2 separate regions of the Sus scrofa genome follow, and region 1 is linked to region 2. A link is a contact called in public HiChIP or PLAC-seq data. All regions are on one chromosome and are shown on one strand. Each heading gives the region's core, a stretch centred on a gene start, on an enhancer-like site or on the middle of the called end of the contact. The rest is flanking DNA. Distances are from core to core; before and after follow the strand shown.

What was found. HiChIP or PLAC-seq counts read pairs in DNA pulled down with a chosen protein or histone mark.
Region 1: a contact with region 2 is called in an H3K27ac HiChIP or PLAC-seq map of alveolar macrophages. The contact joins the promoter of HBP1 here to the promoter of ATXN7L1 in region 2. A contact is called at or near these places in 3 of 47 Hi-C or Micro-C datasets (embryonic fibroblasts, mesenteric adipose tissue and omental adipose tissue) and 2 of 2 datasets of contacts at active chromatin or transcription factors (alveolar macrophages and skeletal muscle).

Annotation. Positions count from the first base shown.
Region 1 is chr9:106,964,385-106,970,017 of Sscrofa11.1, forward strand. HBP1 (HMG-box transcription factor 1) reads left to right here and starts at 1,676. Exons shown (of 11, transcript NM_001244264.1): 1 at 1,676-1,700. The coding sequence starts at 1,686. It overlaps LOC110262252 (a long non-coding RNA gene), which reads right to left and starts at 1,418. Exons shown (of 2, transcript XR_002347084.1): 1 at 1,080-1,418.
Region 2 is chr9:105,922,072-105,927,401 of Sscrofa11.1, forward strand. It overlaps ATXN7L1 (ataxin-7-like protein 1), which reads right to left and starts at 3,564. Exons shown (of 18, transcript XM_005667724.3): 1 at 3,229-3,564.

The DNA.
Region 1 (5,633 bases), core at 426-2,925, 1.0 Mb after region 2:
TTACTATTTGTGAATACAGAAAGTAAATCTCAGCTCACAGGGTGGGGAGGACTATTCTATAATTTCATTTGAGGAATTCAAACAGGGAATCCCTAAAACAATTTAAAATTTGTTTCAGTATAGGAGAGTTGTTCTGTAATTCTTGATTTGTTCTGTGGCTTTCGGGTAGATTTAAAAATTCAAGGAATGTAGGGGGTGTAAAGGAATAATCAGCTAGGATTTAAGGCTCCTTTTCAAATATAGGTTTCTCACGAATGTAATTTTTCCTCAATTTTAAGCATGCATATAGTCATCTAAAGATATAAAGCCTAAAGCGTAGCTGAAATGATTAAACACTAAAGGTTCAAAGGAAAAAAGCTTAATAATGTTTTTGTAATGGGAATGGTAATAACATCAATTACAGACTAGGGACTGTGGTGGACCGCCTTGTTTAAAGTGAAGGTAACTATAAAGCCAGAGAAGTCATCCTCCTCCTCGGCTGAGTCAGAGCATTAGTAACTTAAGGAGGAACTCTGATGGACACGAAGTGGGAAGTCATTCATCTTTCATCAATGGGAAGCCCTCTGGAGAGGAAAAATGGTTAACAAAAACTCACCGCAGAAACTTAGAAAATGATTTACAAAATAAATCACTTTGTCATACATTATAGCCCCCTCTATATTACCTTAAACCACCCTCAAGCGGTTCAATACGCAAAACACCGCTTTGATTTCGCTCAATACCAAAGTCAACAGCAAATCGCCCCCACTTCCGGCCCCTTAGACCTCTGTAAATTCTCCAGACTCTGAGCTTCTCTCTTTCTGTTCATCTCCAAGCCTCTCAGTGCCTGGCACGTAGCCGGCATTCAACAAATCTTGAGAGAACTGAACAGAGTTGGCAGAGAAGCCTCAAGCTGCTGTCCCGAGAGTGGTGAGGCTAGGCGCGTTGTAAAGGAAGGCTGTCCTCCGACTGGAGCTCAGCACCGTCTTTATTATCCTCATCAAGCCTGGGGCCGTGATTTGTGGGTGACTGGGTCCCTCGCTATGCTGCACTGCTTCCGCTTGTGCAGTCATCTCCTTCCCTTCTCTCTAAAACAATACCTTGGCCTCCTGCCAAACTTTGAGCCGCGAGCGACTCTGGCTGTTTATGGCCCGGAATGGGTGCTGCGAGAGACGTGAAGCTGCTTTGAGTGCTAGGAAAGGCCCAAAGGAAGGGAAGAGGCCAAAGCTTTGAAACACTCCCTTCCTCCGCCCCCTCCCTTTTGTCCCAGACAGCAAAACAAACGAGCTGATACACGTGTCCCTATGACTCTTGTTTACTATCAAGACCGCACTCTGCAGGCGGTCTTGGGAACTGTAGTCCAACGTTCCTCCGACCTGCAGGTTCCGAGAGGCATGAAACTAGGATGAGACTACGAACCCACAATCCTTTTCGGGTGCAAAGTTTGGCTCGCGTCCCGGGAGTCTCGGCAGCAATCCAATCCGAAGCGCTCATCGTAGTGATTGACACACCATCTTCTCCAGTGAACACAACACAAAAGTCAATACAAGCCCGCCCCGCGAGAAGGACCACGGTATCACCCAATGGGAAAGGGAAATGGTCGAATGGCAGTTCCTCAGACCAATAATAGGGCGAAGGAGCTGCTCGGAGGCCCAACCCCCGGGGGGTTGAGGGGAGGGGGAAGACGAAGCTTGAAAGACTTGGTAATGGCGACGGGTTTGGTAAGTAGGAAAGTTTCGGTTGAGAACTAAGAGCGGCGGCGGGAGCGGTAACGCGTGCCAGGGAGGCCGTCGTCAGTCGGAGAGGGAGTATGGGAGCTGCCTGTGGTGCTGTCGCGGCCAGGGGGGCCCGAGCCAGGGCTGCCTGCACTCCGCGACGGGTTTGTTGTCTTTCTGTTCGGGAAGGGGTGGGGGTGGGGAAGGGAGGGGCAGGATCCCGAGGGGATCCGGCCGCCGGGCAGGCTTGGGTTCGCGCTCCTCTTCCTCATGGTGGGAGCAGTTAACCGACCGATACTTGCCCGTGGCGAACCCCCTGGAGTGGCGCCTCCCGCGAGCTCACCTGAGCTTCGCGGCCAGCGGGGGTCTCGGGACTGAGGCTGGGAGGCGTTGGCGAGGATGACGCCCCGGGCCGGGTTGCGCGGTGGGTGGCCGGGCCGGGTGGGAAGATGGGGCAGGCCTAGGCGGGGGAAGGGGCCTGACGCGGCAGCGGGGCTGCCCAAGAAAGTTTGACCTCAACTTCTCGCGTGTGGGCGGGGGGTCGGAGGTTGGCCTGGGTGGGCAGCTGGCCGGGGGTGGGGGACTCTAGTGAGGCGCCGCCTCTTTCGGGCAGAGAGGGGCTTTGGGACGAGCTGGGAAGCTCGCGGAGCTGCTGGGCCCCGGAGCTCATTGTTACGCAGTTCGAATGAATGGGCTCCGTGGCGCCTGCGCGGTGGGGCTGAGCCGAGGGGAAAAACAAGCCTGGAGTCCAGGCTGCGGTCACATGATGGGGGGAGGGGAGGGAACGCGATGAATGGCGAAAGAGGGTGGGGGATGGACTTGGCGTGAACCTGGAGGCTGTGCCTCCGTTTGACCCGGAGCCGAGGTTTGGCAGGAGATTCCAGTCTTCTCCTTCCAACCTATGCTGCTGCCCCAGGCAGATTAAAACAAAACAAAAAAGAATCCAGGCGAAATCGGCAGCCGGGGCCGGGTTTTTGTGGTTTCTTTAAACGCTACTTGCTGTTAGGGGATTTTACTCGCCGTTGGGCATTCTTCACCTTCTGGAGTTCATTCTTTAGGAGTTTTCGGCAACAACCTTCTGTAAAAGAAGCGCTGAATGCGGGGATGTATTCTAGAGCCTTTAGCTCTGGGAGCCACTGATACTAAGGGAGGACGATAGGGAGTTGTGTTTATATTCGGAAGTGTTGAGTTCCACCAACAATTCCGACTAAGTGGTTTATATTTATTTCCCTCTAATTAGCAGCGAATGATTCCATCAGTTACCTTTTGAGAATTAAACTGACCTTAACCTTTGTAAATACTTTTATTGTTTAGCTATTGATAGTGATTTACATTTGTATTGTACTCGTAGGACTTTCTGTCTTTGCTTTTTGTTGCTGTTTTGCTGTTGTTTTCTGCTTTAGCTTGCTAGCGAGAGTGTTGGGGTCAGCTGTTCAGTTTCCGTGATTAAACCACTCAGTTCTTGCCGAGTAGGCAATAGTTGGCAAAGTTTTAAGGAAATCTGAATTATATTCAAAAGAATGAAATATACTCGTTAAGCGTATTAAGTAAAAGAGCTACTTTATACTTTTGAGGAGGCCGTTTTACCACGTTTTCAGCAAAACACCAGTATTTATGAAATGAATCTTGATTTCACTTTCTAGTTTCCATTTTATTTCGTTTCATAAACCGAATTACCTTTTTCAGCCTTTAAAACTCTTCCCCTTTGTTTACTTCTCATACTTGTACCACATACATTATTTTAAAAGTTACCTTCTCCTGGGTTCCCCACAAATTTCCATGCTTCTCAGTGCCTACCTCTCAGACTTAAAACATGGTACTGTCGCTTTAAGGGTTGTCTCCTCCACTGTATTTTAATTTCTTTGGACTTTTTCCTCACTATCCAAATACTCAGTGATGAAGGCAAATGGCTTGGGCTTCATGAATGAATAAACTGCCAGCCACTGAAGGTTCTTGAGGGAGAATTGCAAGCTGGTCTCTTGTGTTTCTGTTTCAAATAAAAATATCAGTACCTTTAAAATTTTTTCTTCCTTAAGCTACCATAAGAAGTTTGTAGCATGTTTATTAGATTATGCCAGGTATTTTACATGTATTTTCGGTATGATAGTGAATATATATCTAGTATGAGAAAATAAATCACAACAAATTTTTTAAGCTGACAAATTGTATATCACAAAATTCAGGAAAAATGATATTCTTTATTAACAGTGATACTCTTGTATATTCTTTCTTTTTTTTTTTTTTTTTTTGTTGTTGTTGTTGTCTTTTTGCCATTTCTTGGGCCGCTCCCGCGGCATATGGAAGTTCCCAGGCTAGGAGTTGAATAGGAGCTAGAGTCACCGGCCTATGCCAGAGCCACAGCAACGCGGGATCCGAGCTGCGTCTGCAACCTTCACCACAGCTCACAGCAACCCTGGATCCTTAACCCACTGAGCAAGGGCAGGGATCGAACCCACAACCTCATGGTTCCTAGTCGGTTTCGTTAACCACTGCACCACGACGGGAACTCCACTCTTGTATATTCTTGTTTATGCCTGACTTGTCAGTAATGCTCATATTCCTTCATATTTTGATCTACATTTACTCTGGTACTTCTTATAATTTATACTGAAATCTTAAAGTTAATCATTGTAAATGTTTTAGGAGGTTTCTGGTAGCTCAGTGGGTTAAGGATCTGCTGTTGTCACTGCTGTGAACTCAGGTTGCTGCTTTTGTTTGGGTTTGATGCCTGGCCTGGAAATGTCTGCATGGCAGGGGTGCAGCCGAAAAAAAGGAAAAAAAAAAAAAGATAAAACAATACCAAGAAATAGAGAAAGAAGGAAAGAAAGAAAGAAAAAATTCTAAAATAACTGTAGTTTTTTAGTTAACTGCATTAAGGCCCCCAAATGTTTTTGGTATAGAAAGTTGCACTTACTACAGTTTTTTATGGAGGCTCATTTTAGCTTGGAATTATGTAATCCATTTAAAATACTAACTTAATTCCCAGTGTTAGAGGTAGAAAGTAATTGCACATTACTTTCTCTTCATCCCCTCTTCGCCAAACAATTTGAGCTTGATAGAGAAGTCCTTCAGGATTGGAGGAGGGCTGTAGATCACTTCCCTTGATATCCATAATGAGGATGGAAAGATAAGGATTCTGGGAGGAATAGACTCTTAAAAGTAGATGTGTAACCTATGTTGGTCTTTACCTTTTGTCCTTTTTCTCAGGTTGTTTTGATTTGTTTTTGAAGGGAAAATGGTCCTATTCACTTGTTAGAGCCCTGTTTTTCTCATACTTTGTTCAGAGCTGAGATGAAGTATGTGGAAATGCTCAGCACATAGTAGGTAAACATTTAGTAAAACCTCATTTCCTTCTTTCTCATTCACTGAAACTTAGCTATTAGTTTTCCTTTCTTTCTCTCAAGATTTTGTGGGTATTCACTTCTGAAAATTTGCAAAACAAGGACAATAGGGCCTTCTCACCTCAAAAAATTTTGTAATATTGAACATGACATTTTAAAGTACAACTGCTGGAGAGTTTTATTCTTTCCTTTTGAGAATCACTGATACAGTGGAGAAGTGGATGTGTGTAGAGTTAACTAAAACACAAGATAAGCTATGTTGAATCCTATAATACCAAAGCAGTATACAGAAGCATGAATGAACAATAGTGTTAGCCCTACCAGGAGAAATTTGAAAGAGGAGCTTGTTTATTTATCAAAATGAATGTTTAACTGGTGTATGTGGGGAGTTACTTTTGAGTACAGACTCTCTGGTGTTCCTTTACTATGTCAAGGCCTTGCTTCCCCCAGATACTTTGACAGAAAACTGAGAGACAGAAAACTGAAAGTTTGCGTATGGGTTTGACTTTTGGTTTCATGTATTTAATTCTCACAGTAGCCCTGTGAAATAAGTAAAGGTACCTTGGGGTTAAGCAACTTGCCCGGGTTACTTGGCTAG
Region 2 (5,330 bases), core at 2,314-4,813:
TTGGGGTTAACAGATGCAGAGTATTGCCTTTGAAATGGATGAGCAATGAGATCCTGCTGCGTAGCACTGGGAACTATGTCTGGTCACTTATGATGGAACATGATAATGTGAGAAAATAGAATGTGTACATGTATGTGTAACTGGGTCACTATGCTGTAGAGCAGAAGATTGACAGAACACTGTAAATCAGCTATAATGATAAAAATAAAATAAAAATTAAAAACTAAAAATAAAAACCTTTCCCTGAAAGCCACAGGGGGAATGTGAGTCTTTCAAACACGAGTTGTCCTGAAGCCCTTGCTTGGCGCCCAGCAAGAAATGCTGTGGTTTCTTTCACCACAACCCCGTGTCAGTAAATTGGCTTTATGCCCACAGGTGGGAAGACCCAAGTTTGGTTCAGGAACACCTCAGCTGACTGTCACCCTCCTGTCTTCCCTCCTGGGCAGCAGTGCTGAGCCTCCAGCACCAGCAGAAGCCCTGTGTGACAAGGAGGATGTGCAGACTTGGGCTGGCTTTGAGGAGGGCCCACCCCTCCCCGCTGCTCCTTTGGTCTGCCCACTCCAGAATCTCATCTGCACTTTTCCTTTGGGCCTTGGCTTGACCACAAAACCTTTCCTGCTCAGCCTTCAAGAACGAAGCAGGCAACGAAAAGAATACCCTGAAACGATTCCAAGCGTGGAGTGAGGACCAGACACAGCTTAGCCTGTGGTGAACTTTTGTATAATTACATGGCCAACAAATGAACACTGGGCAGTGGGGGCTGGGTGCCACTTCCAAACTGGCTGCTTTTAGGAATGGGGAGCCCTTTAGTCAGGGGTGACTGAGGGACTGCCATGGCTGGGGGCACCTTTCCTCAGGGCTCTGCTCTCAGAATTCTGGATCCCAGCTCACCTCTCTCTCTGGGCCCAGCCTGTGTGTCTTCCAAGCCAGCCCAGGCCACCATGGTTGTCATCCTTCATAAACACAGCAAGCAGGTAGATCTTTGCTCTCCACTCCCGTGGACAGCCCTTCTCAACTAAACACTAAATACCCAAGGAGATTTAGGTCTTTCTTTTTGTTTTGCTTTTTTTTGTTTTTTGTTTTTTTTGTCCTTTTGTCCTTTTTGTTTTTTTTTTTGTCCTTTCACCGCAGCATACGGAGGTTCCCAGGCTAGGGGTCTAATCAGAGCTACATCTGCCAGCCTACATCACAGCTCACGGCAATGCCGGATCCTTAACCCACTGAGCAAGGCCAGGGATTGAACCTGCAACCTCATGGTTCCTAGTTGGAGTCACTTCCACTGTGCCACAACAGGAACTCCGAGATTTACATCTTTCTTTCCCAGTCCCTCTCCTTTTCTTTTTTTGGCTTTCATGCAACAAGCCAAGCTTCCATTAGGCAGCACACAGTCTTCTAGGCACCGAGGATACATCACTGAACAAAGCTGTCACAAAGCCCTGTCCTCATGGAAACGATATTCCAGCCGGGGAGATAGGACATAAAATAAAACTGGGAGTTCTCACTGTTGGCACAACAGGATCAGAGGCGTCTCTGGAGCTCTGGGTTGCAGGGTTGGTCCCCAGCCCAGCACAGAGGGTTAAGGATCTGGCGTTGCCACAGTTGCACCCATGTGTTGCAAGTGCAGCTCAGATCTGATCCCTTGCCCAGGAACTTCATAGGCTATGGGGCTGCCAAAAAAGGGGAAAAAAAGCAAGTGAAACTTAAGACATGTGAAGCGTGGTGAGCAGCCCTGAGAAGGATGTCTACGTGCCCAGCGCCACAACTGTGAGAAGAGTCAACTTCACCAGCCACTGAGCGACCACCACGATGGTTTGAGCAACCACTGTAAACAGACATCACGCCCAGTGATGTACATGCATTGCCTCATTTAAATCACGTAACAACCCATTGGTAGGTACTATTATCGTCATGTTTGTAGATCTGACACACGGGGAGGTTCAGGGGCTTCCCAAGATCACCCAACTGCTAAGAAAAGGAGTCAAGATTTGACTCTAAGCTGTGGGACTCCAGTGTCCTTTGTTCTTATGTCCCCAGCTCTGCCTGACCCTCCTCAGTGCTCACACAGCAGCCTCCGGGTGGCACCACAGTGAGGAGGTCACCCCTGGACCACACGGCAGCTGGGAGGGGGCGCATAGCCTCTGATGATGAAAGGAATTTTCAGGTGGGGCTGAAACGACCAGTGCTCCCCTTCTGTGCAGAAGGCCCTGCATGGTGGTGCCTTTTAGCCCATGGTGTGTGTGTGTGTGTGTGTGTGTGTGTGTGTAAAATATCTTTCCAAACTCAATGCATGAGGCTGAACAACGGCTCCCTCCAGCCTGGCCTGGAGAGCACCAAGTCTAGAGGGAATGAGTTCCAGTCTTTCCAGTAATAAGCTGTGTGACCTTGGGAAAACTGTTCAACCTCTCTGGGACTCAATGCTTTTGTCTGTAAAAAGAAGCACAGGACTCCCTGCCTGTCTGCTTTCTGGATTTGTGGTGAGCATCACAAGAAATCATGTACCTGAGTGTGCTGGGTAAACTCTAAAGTGATATGCACCTCCCTCAGCCTTGCTGTGACTGAAATGTGGAGTCCCACTAGAAGGAATTGCCCTGAGGCTTGTGTATATTTAGGTCAATCAGGGGTTAAAATTCCTGCTCCCCTCAACAGGCTCTGAAAACCCTCCACTGTTCCAGAAGCATTATTCTGCAAGGCCTAGCCCTCCCCTTCCTCCAAAGGGCCAACAGGTGAGAAGCTGGGGGAGTGGAGGAGGAGCGGGGTGAATGGCTGAGAGAACAGATGCTTCTGGAGGGCGGGGCTCACCTTGTCGCCCCCCTTCTGGGGCAACAGCCGCAGGAGAAGGCCTTACCCCCAGCTAAGCGTGAGCCCTGCAGATGTGCCATCCGCTCTCATCATGGTGACAGATGTAACCCTAAAAACCAAGAAGGCCCCTGCCCCGACAGGCTCAGCTGGCTTCCTGCCCTCCTTCTGGAGGGAAGTGATCAAGGATTCCTAGTCGCTCAGGAAAAGAAAACTCTCATTTATCGGCCCCCTCCCGCTTGCCATATGTTCCTCGGTTTAACGCACCCATCCATCCGCTCTGTGAAGTATTAGCCACATTTTACACCCGAGAAAGCTGAGCCCTGAAGAGGCGGGGACACGCAGCTCCAAGAGGAACCCGGATTCGTGGGCCCCAAAGCCAGCTCTGACCAGGGCTCTTTATTAACCAAGCGATAAATACTGCTTAAGTACCTGTTCGTCCAGGAACCGCTGAGGACCTGAAACCTGCAGGAGGCAAGGCGAGGCCTCCCGGGCGGCAGGCAAATCTAGGTGGGGGCGGGTGGCGCCCTGCAGGGGGTGTTTCTCCGTGCTCTTGGCAATGGAGACGGCGAGGACCAGGGCGAGAGAGCGGTCTGAGTCATCCCAGCCAAAGCTCTCTGAGGCTCGGAGGGTCCAAGTGGGCCCTGGGGACCGTGAGTCACTAACTCATGCTCTGATGAGCAAACTAGTTAGTTGAGCCAGCCCTTGAACTGCTAGCCCAGGGATCTTGCTACACTCACCACGTGCGAGCTGAGGCCTGAAGGGCTGAAGTGGGCGTGGTTGTCGCCACTGAAAGACCCAGCGCCTGAGGCTCCGCCTCCCACCCGAGTCTGCGCAGATCTGCTCCAGCAGAGCCCGAGCCCTCTGGTGAGCAGCTGTTTCCATTTTTCCCCCCCGCGGCCTGGGTTCTGGGAGCCAGGCCAGCATTCAGAGCCATTTCTCTCCCTTTCGTTTTTGTAAAAGAGAAAAACCGCCCAGGGCTGCCAGAGCCTGAGCTTGCTCCTGGGTGGCCACCACTTGGCTGGACTGGAGGGGACGCCTCCTGGGAGCCCCCATTTTCTCTGGGTCTGGCCATCTGGGACCTTCCCATCCAGAAACTTGTGGAATCCACTCTCCTGTAGCCCTTGTCCTCACGGGGCTCCCTCTTTGCAGTCTTGACCCCTGCCCTTTGTTCTAAAAGCAAGAAGTGTTACAGAAGCAAACTGGGGTCCAACTGCCTCCAGGCAGTAAAGCCATTCTATTGACAGGGGGTCGTGGTAGAGGAAAGTACCGGCTTTCCATTGTGAGGCACCAGGCAAGGGTCCAGGGCATCTAATGCTCAAAACCCCCAAACTCCTGGAAGAGTTCAGGGAAGCATTTTGAAAGGCAAGTTGAGGGGTTGCAGGGTATGTGGTCAGCTTGTGCACGAGATTCTCTGATTGGTTGATGGTGAGTGAACAGGATGGTGTCACAGGGGTTAACATTACCAATCCTTAGGCTCCAGCCAGACTGGGGACTATGTGCTCATGGTCATCACATAATTAACTTCTTCCATTTGGTGGGGGTTTTAGCATAGCTCAGGAAATGTGCACCAGATACTGTTATCTAGGTACTTGGGGGAGGAACTAAAGATTCTGTGACTGCCATATGGCTGATTTGCTATTTAAATTGTTACCACTTCTCCTGGCCCAACTGCTACTTTTGTCAGATATGTTCACATCCTTCCAATTGTTAATTCTCATAGAGTTCCTGCTGGGGCACAGTGGGCTAAGGATCTGGCATTGTCTCTGCAGTGGCTCAGACGCAGGTAGCTGCAGAGGTGTGGATTTGATCCCTGGCCTGGTGCAGTGAGTTAAGGATCCAGCATTGCCACAGCTGCAACTCAGATTCTATCCCTGGCCCAGGAACTTCCATATGCTGCAGGTGTGCCCACCCCACCCTCAAATTAATTCTTGAGCCAGGCTTTTATGACTCAAGGGAGACCTGGGACACTATGGCTTTTATACAAACAAGAGGCAGGCAGAGGGCATTGGGAGGGGGGTGGTCCTGGGAGGGCCCCATAGGGTCCTGTTTAGTTACAGCAGTCTGACACCTCCAGTGGATGAGGGGCCTCCTGATGGAGTGGCCTGGGTCAAGGTCTCCCTGGGCTTGTGACATGGGTGACAAGGTCTCCCTGGGCAACTTAATCTAGGACTCTCTGAGGTATGTGAGAGCTGAGTCTGAAGCAAAGGGAGAGAGACTCATTCACCCTTGTCCCCGGCCCCTCCCCCTGCCTCCAGGGCTGGCTGTTCCTACTTGAAATCTAGTGTCCTGGGATGAGCAGGGCTTCTTTCCAGAACCATCTGTGGCTTGTTTGCTCACCCCACTGGAAGGCTACTCCCAGCCTCGAAGCACCCCCGTGCCAACTGCGAATTACTCTGCACAGCACATGCAAGTTTCATTTAAAGTCTCTTGTTTTAAGTGATTTTCTTTGACTTTCCCTGGAGGCTTTTATCTAAATAAGCTCTTCTTCTAGGTAAACAGGAAGGTAGACTGATTCACTGTCCTGAGAAATT